Linked DNA regions of Sus scrofa: region 1 is linked to region 2. A link is a contact called in public Hi-C data. All regions are on one chromosome and are shown on one strand. The core of a region is the stretch at or near the end of the contact, and the rest is flanking DNA. Distances in the headings are between cores, read along the strand shown. Region 1 overlaps CHODL (chondrolectin). Region 2 has its middle 18 kb from the start of BTG3.

The links. Hi-C and Micro-C count contacts between places; a contact is called where the count stands out from the background.
Region 1: a contact with region 2 is called in a Hi-C map of liver, with 5 times the contacts expected there. The contact joins two enhancer-like sites. A contact is called at or near these places in 3 of 47 Hi-C or Micro-C datasets (embryonic fibroblasts and liver).

Annotation. Positions count from the first base shown.
Region 1 is chr13:182,473,985-182,478,062 of Sscrofa11.1, reverse strand. All of the region lies in intron 2 of CHODL (chondrolectin), which reads right to left. Among named protein-coding and RNA genes, the nearest start is that of CHODL, 67 kb to the right of the region's middle. Within about 2 kb of position 2,067, at least 4 of the 83 cell types and tissues checked have an H3K27ac peak or open chromatin away from gene starts, as enhancers often do. A contact at or near this core is called in liver, where this site is marked.
Region 2 is chr13:182,243,469-182,247,606 of Sscrofa11.1, reverse strand. No RefSeq gene overlaps it. Among named protein-coding and RNA genes, the nearest start is that of BTG3, 18 kb to the right of the region's middle. Within about 2 kb of position 2,221, at least 2 of the 83 cell types and tissues checked have an H3K27ac peak or open chromatin away from gene starts, as enhancers often do. A contact at or near this core is called in liver, where this site is marked.

The DNA of each region.
Region 1 (4,078 bases), core at 818-3,317, 230 kb before region 2:
GCACCTAAGCATCAAAAAAAGATCATCTGACCCTGTGTGTCATCTGAGCCTAACGGTATACACTGGCATGTCCACTGCCTCCATCTGATGATTCGTGCAGGTAGGGAACATTGAGATATGCCTCATCCCTGTCTCCAGGGCCCATGTAGGTCCAACACAATCTCTGCTGCTACTAGGAGACTCCTGAGGGTTAACACCTCTTCTACATCAGTACCATACTGGGATACAGGACATCGGTGTGACAGTCTAAGATGCCGTATTTTTTCTAAAATACGGAACCTTCAGAGAATGGCTGTGCTGAGTGCTCTTTTAGTGGCCCCATATATGTATATCTTTAATGGTCAAAGTATTATTAGGGTCTAAGTTTATAGAGATCAAAAATGGGCAGCATAGTACTTAAGTCAGAGTCCCATCAAGAAACAGAAACAGATAGGATCTGACCATCTCTCCAAGGCTCGTCCTAAGAAGCAAGATAGAAAGAGGCAATCACAGAGTCTATAAATCAATTGGAAATGCCACTATCTGCCTGAAGAAGATCTACCCCGCTCTTATCCCCAGCTCCGCCGTTTTTATTTTCTTGGGGTCTTAGCATTTCAGAAAAGAAAAGCCAGGGAGAGAATGGAAACCAATTAGATTTTACCAAACCTTCACCTTCCATGTTCTTATCCAATCAATGAGCACAGAACAGCACATCTGCTTGAAGAGAGAAAAGGACAAAAGGGTGAAGACAAATATGGTGGGGGGCGGGGTGGGATTTCAAAAATCTTCTCACCCAGGAAAACCTGGAACCACAGCAAACATCATCAAACAGCAGGAGCCACAAAGGAGATGGAGCCACTTCTGAAAATACCACCTGGGGCAAAGACATAGAGGGAAAATGCCCCATTTCCTGGTGTATTTCTCTTCCCCTCACACCCTTGTTACTTATCTTGCCTTCTCTCTGTAGCCTTACTCTTGCCCTGCAGCCCTGGCCTTTAACCTGCTCCCCTTTCTGGACTTGGCTCAGGTGGCCCTCATATCCCAGCATCTGCAGTGCTTCCTACCATTACAGTTCCCAGCCCATCTGTGCAGCACCTGCAGTTCAGCTCAAGATCTTGCTGAGTGGGGTTTCTGATACTTACAAATGAGAGTTCTGATCCAGTTCATAAACAGTCATGTGATCTGTCATCTGTTCATAAATCTTACATTTTTTGCCTAAGAATAATGATTTTCTTTTCTTTTACTTCCTCATTTTCTATTCATTTTCATCACCAGTACTATCTGTTGACATTCTCTTTGGAATGGTTGTTCATTAAGAAACATAATTTTAATATTTCATCAGATACTATGTTCATGAGAACAAGTAAAAATAAAACCACTCCTGTGAACTAGAAATGCTGCACAATCTTTCTAGACCTCAGAAAAAAAGAAAACACACTGGCGAGCTAGGGAAAGGAACATTAGTGCACCCGATCGTGAGGCCTCAGGACACTAGACCTGGCAGTCTGGCACAGTTGAGCACACATACAGGTTTTCAGCCAGACAGACATGTGATCATTTTAAGCCTCATTTTCTTCATTTGTAAATGGCTGTCATCTATTAAGACCAGTTTTCTTTGAGATGCGTGTTGCTTTTCTGATTCAAGGTTGTTGATCCACTCAGGCTGCTGGCAGGTCATTTGACTGTAAATGCAAGACCCTTCAAAACTGGCCCTTATTCAATCACTTCCATGCCCCTTCCAAGTTGCGCAGAAATCAATGATCTGCAATCCCCTATCACTCTGGGTTCTGGGTCAGTGGTTAGGGTTGTCTGAGATACATTACCACTTCTGCCCTTGCACACAGAGAAATTGCTGTACCCCTCCCCATGGCACACCGAGACCAGCAGGAGCCCTGGGAGGTTGACTGAGCCCATCTTCCTGGACACATCACACCACAGGTTTTACCCCTGATGTGTAATTTCAAAGATGCCCAGTCCTTGGTAGTCCATCTCCTTTCCCACGGAGGCTCAGGTCCAGAGGGTGCTGATAAATGTTTAACCACCAGCTCTCCGGCGTGGGGTGGAAGAGCATTTGCCAAGTTCCAGAGAGGAATCTGCCAGGGCTGATTTCAAGTGAGCTGTGTGATACCAACAAGCTCACAGAGCTCCTACAAAGGTGACCACTGGCTCTCAGAAGCCTGGGCAAGGCAGACCCAGCATACTGTGGTGCAGATTTCAGAGCCCTTCAGCCTATCCAAGATTTCTCCCATGCTAGAGTTGAGGAAGGCAAAAAACAAGTGCTAGACCCCTGTTTTCAGTGACAGCCTCATATCTAATCTCCTGTTTGCCTTTTCACTTTCTTTAGTCTTTGGCCCAGAGAATCTGGAGAAGAAAAAAACAACCTTTTATCTAATCTTCCACATCCATTGATTCCTGGAAATAGAAACAGATTAGCCAAGAATTGACTTCTTTTGTAATCTGATTTATCCGTGTTGACCCTTCCCTACAGCAAGGTAGGCAGAATACCTAACAGTTGAAATGGAGGAAACTGGGTTTAGAAAATTTTAAAGGAAAAAGTTTTTTATATCTTAATACATATTATTTCACCTCATAATCAAAATAATCTCCAAAAGATAAATGAAATAATGATCTCTTATTTAAGAATTTATAATTTCCTTGCTCATGTTGACGTGAAACAGACTGCCAGATTTTTCTTCAGCAAAGATGGGTTTATTCCAGATCAGCAAAAGAATTGCAATTCCAGGTCTACAACCATGGTGAGCCACATGCAAGTCCCCACATGGCACGGGAAATTTAAAGAGGGAGAAAGAAAGTTGGGAGGGCTGGAGTAAACAAATAATCCATGGTTTTCATTGGCTGAGTCCTTGCCAGGAAAGAAGAGAAAAACTCCCTCTTCCAGTCTCCTGACTCTATGTAACAGTTTAGTAATGTTTTTGCAATTGACACAGATTTACTGCATGCTAGTACAAGCTTATTAACTGTAAGTGTCTGTGCTAGCAACTAAATATATAAAGATGAGTAAGGCTGGCTAATCTTGAGGAGTTCACAAATCTCACAGATATAGTCTCTAACAAGAGTACTGATTAAATTTATATATATATATGTATGTACATATACACACACACACTTACATATGCACACATACCCCATATAGTTTATTATAAACCATATATATAAATAAACTACATGCATGCCATGTAGTAAATACATATTTATATTATATATATATAGATATATATGGTGTATATAAATGTGGGTGTTAAAAGCAAATGAAAACGAAAAACAGTAATAAAATGATTTATCATGAAAATAACTTCTATAGAGTGGAGGAGAGCTCTATACTCAGGAAGGGGCTTCTAGAGGCTAGCATTTGTTCTTACGTTGAGGTTCCTTGATTTGTAACTATACATCTATAGCTTTATGCCCTTTTTATTATGTTACTTTCTTATTTTAAATGTCCCCCCAAGCAATTTTGCTACTTGACTATGTCAACAATTTTTCTGTTCATACCTCATATTTTCAGTCCTATAAGCATGATCTTTTTCTAGGTTTCCCAAGCAAGTTAAGACTTTTTTTGGTTTGGGGAGGGGTTGCCTTTTTTAGGGCCACACATGCAGCACACGGAGGGTCCCAGACTAGGGGTCAAATTGGAGCTGTAGCTACCCGCCTACACCACAGCCAGAGCAATGTGAGATCGATCCAAGCCACATCCACTACCTACACCTCAGCTCAGGGTAAGGCTGGATCCTTAACCCACCAGGGGAGGCCAGGGATCAAACCTGCATCTTCACAGATACTAGTCACATTTGTTAGCACTGAGTCACAATGGGAACTCCAAGTTGAGAGTTTTTAATATTCCTCAGGAAATAGATTTTAGAGACAATATCTGAGGTTTTGGTTTTTTGTTTTTTTTTTTTTTTTTTCTAACAGCTATCTACATTTAGCCCTCATTTTCTTTTCTAAATAGAAATGACTATGTTTTATCCTTCTCACCAGTAGGATACTAAGTTAAATTGTGCTGGGATCAGTGTTCATGATGGCCCAACCTTGAACAAAAAGGTACTTTCTCAGAGAGTTTCCATCATGGTGCAGCAGAAAT
Region 2 (4,138 bases), core at 972-3,471:
TGGGGTTCACAACAGAGCTTTCATTCTTGAGTGTCTCCTAAGTTGAGGCACCATGTTAAAGACAGGACTTTGCCTCAGACACATAAAGATGTTGTTCCATACAATGCATTAATTAAAGTATAGCACTAACACAGCTTTAGGGAGAGTCAATAAACATTTGATAAATGTAACTGTGAACAATTACTAACTATACCCTCAGGATTGCCATCAGTCCAAGAATGGCACTTTGGTATGTGTGTGTGTTGCGGGGGGTTGGGAGGGGTGTTTTGTTTCGTTTTTAGGGCCGCACCCGAGGCATATGGAGGTTCCCTAGCTAGAGGTCTAATCGTAGCTACAGCTGCCAGCCTAAGCCACAGCCACAGCAACGCCAGATCCGCCAGATCCGAGCCATGTCTACAACCTACACCACAGCTCACGGCAACGCCAGATCCTTAACTCACCAAATGAGGCCAGGGATCATATCCACAACCTCATGGTTCCTCATTGGATTCATTTCCACTGTGCCATGACGGGAACTCCTGATATGTGGTTTTGTCCAACAGTTTTATTACACCTCTCTATAGCTTGATTAGGAAATCAGATGCTTAATTTTTTCCAGGTTTGGGGACAATATAACTAGGCTTCCATATCCATGGGATACACATACACAGACTCAACCAACCATGGATCAAAAATACTTGAAGGAGTTCCCATTGTGGCTTAGAGGGCTCAGAACCCGATATAGTATCTGTCAGAATGTGGGTTTGATTCCTGGCCTCGCTCAGTGGCTTAAGGATCCAGTGTTGCCAGAACCTGTGGTATAGGTTGCAAACACGGCTTCGATCCCATGTGCTATGGCTGTGGTGTAGGCTGGTAGCTGTAGCTCTGATTTGACCCCTAGCTCCAGAACTTCCATATGCCACAGGTGTGGCTGCAAAAAGGAAAAAAAAAAAAAAAAAAAAAAAACTTTAAAGAAAATTCCAGAAAATTCCAAAAAACAAAACTTAAATTTGCTCTGTGCCAGCAAATATTTACATGGCATTTTTATTATATTAGTAACATAAGTAACCTAGAGATGATTTAAAACATAAGGAGGAAAAAACTATTATTTGCAAATACTCAGGCAAGGACTTGAGTATCTGCAGCTTTTGGTATTTGGTCCTGGAATGATTTCCTCTGCCTGGGGTTTTTAGGGCACTGTGACTATTCTTTCTAACACTGTAATGATGGATACACTTGCCAAAACCCATAGAATGGACAACACCATGAGTGAACCCTAAGGTTCATCAGGACCTTTGGGTATAATGATGTGTCATTAATAGTCACAAAGTACCACCACTTTTGTGGAGATGTTGATACTGGGTGAGGCTGGGGAGAGCTGGGAGCATACAAGGAATCTCTGTACTTTCTACTCAGTTTTGCTGTGAACTTAAAACTGCTCTAAAAAACTAAGGTGCTTAAAAGATAAAAATAGGAGTTCCCTTGTGGTACAGTGGGTTAAGGATCTGACCTGTCACTGTAGGGCTTGGGTCACTGCTGTGGTGCAGTTTTGATCTCTAGCCTGAGAATTTCCACATGCCATGGGGTGGCCAAAAATAAATAAAGTATATTAAAAAGAAAAATTACTAAAAGATATTCTCTATAGTCATAATGTATCAAGTATAATTTATAAAGTTATTTCTTTCCTTTGAAAAACTTATGGTTTCCAAATGAGATAGGTTGGGGAGTGGGGATGCACTGAGGGTTTGGGATGGAAATGCTGTAAAATTTGGTTGTTGTGATTGTTGTCCACCTATAAATGTAATAAAATTCATTAAGTAGTTAAAAAATATATTTCTTTCCTTTTGGGGTTCTCGTGCTAGATTTGGCTTGTGTTGTATTCTTTTATTTTTTACCATGGGCAGATTACATATTACCTTAGCAATGAGTTAGCTGAGAGGCAGTCAGGCAAAAGGCTTCATTGAAGCCCTTCCTTTGAAGTCAGACAACTGGGCCATATGAGTTTGGGTCTGTGTGACACCTCTAACCCTCAGTTTCCTCCTTTGGAAAACTGGAATGGCAACAGTTACTGTGTTTATAGGGTTGTTTTGAGGAGGAATAAATGAGGAGATTTAAGGTACCTCATACATACTGTGTGCTGAATAAATATTAGTACATTGGACTGTTATTGATTCTGGCTATTCATAATCCACTCCCTCTAAGTTTGGTAAACACAACCCAATTTCCCCTCAGAGAAGTACTTCTGCCAATCTCAGACCACATGGTTTTGTTGACGCTGGCCCCACTGAACTCCAGGTGGTACACTGGACACAGGCCAGAGCCAATCAGCTCACCACATCCCCAAGCCAGGCCAATTCATTCAGGGATGGGCAAACAACCCAACTCAGGACAAGAATACAAACTTCTGGACAGAGGCAGGCACTCTTTTCTAGTGGCCTTAAGGTTGAGAAAATGTGAAGTCTGAGGCTGCTATAGCTCTGTTTAACATTTCAAGAAGAGAGGATGTCTAAGAATGGTGCAAGAAAGAAGAGAAGAGAGACTGGAGAGAAACAGGACCGCAACAGGCATCCCCGTGCCTATGACTTTCAGTTACGTGATCAGATAACATCCCTCTTTACTTCAGCCAATGTAGGTTGAGTTTTCTGTCCAAAAGAGTTGTAACGACTCAGCTGTTATTACTCATGAAAGTGTTACTGAAAGGATGATGTACATCGAAATTTAAGAACATAATTGAGATGTAATATTTTAATTACTCAAAATCATGCCAATCTGACAATTACTTCTGCAGTCTGCATATTACTTCAGAAAAAGAGAAGGGAATTTCCTCAATCTGATAAGAGGCACATATGCAAATCCTATAGCTGTGCTGTGTAAATGGTGAAAGACTGAACACATCCTTCCTAAGATGGGGAACAAGACAAAGATGTCCACTCTCATCATTTCTACTTAGCATTGCACTGGAGGTTCTAACACTACAATAAGGTAAGAAAAGAAATAAAAGCAAACAGATCGGAAAGAAAGAAGCAAATCCCTGTTTATTCACAAACAATAGATCATCTATATAAAAAATTCTATAGAATCTGCAAATAGGCTACTAGAATAGAACTGAATTTAGTAAGATGGCAAGTTTTAAAGTCAATGTAAAAAAACAATTGCATTTCTATATATTAGCAATGAACAATCAGATATCGAAATTAAAAAAAATTTTTTTGTCTTTTTAGGGCTGCACCCTTTGCATATGGAGGTTCCCAGGCTAGGGGTCAAATCAGAGCTGTAGCCGCTGGCCTACACCATAGCCACAGCAATGCAGGATCCAAGCCACATCTGTGACCTATACCACAGCTCACATCGACACTGGATCCTTAACCCACTGAGTGAGGCCAGGGATCGAACCTATGTCCTTACAGATACTAGTCGGGTTTGTTAACCATTGAGCCACAATGGGAACTCCTGAAGTTAAATGTTACTGTTTAGAATGGCATCAAAATACGAAATGCTTAATAATAAATTTGAAAAAAAAAGTTTATGACTCATACACTAAAAATTACAAACATTGCTGAAAAAAATTAAAGACAAGTAAATGAAGAGAAACTGTGTTTATAGATTAGAAGACTCTATATTATTAAGATGTCAATTTTCTCCAAAATGATCTGGATATAGATTCAAGGCATCCTAGTCAAAATCCCAGCAGGCTACTTTCTAGAAGCAGCAAGCTGCTTTTAAACTTTACATGAAAATGCAAAAAGATCAGAGTAGCTGAAACAACTTGGGGGAAAAAAAGAACAAAGTTACAGGACATTGTGAGTTTTTAAAAGTACTTTTTAGGAAGTCATTTCTAGGAGTATAATTATCAGATAAAAGGTAGAAATATCTCTAAGAAAAACAATCTTATTAAAATAAATTTTACAGATCAAAATTATTTCAGACTTGCAATATTTCAAAAGTAAATTAGTTGTCATGAGCTTGCACTTCAGACCTGGTAAGAAGGAAATGGGATAGGGTGAGGGTGTGACAAGTGAAGTGTATGATAGACAAGGGAAAAAAATCAGGTTTACTAAATAAATTAATATAGTGGTAAATTTACTAATAAGTTTTAAAAGTACCCTATTATATAGAAGATGTTTATAATTATTTGATGCTTACTAATTACTCTTTAATC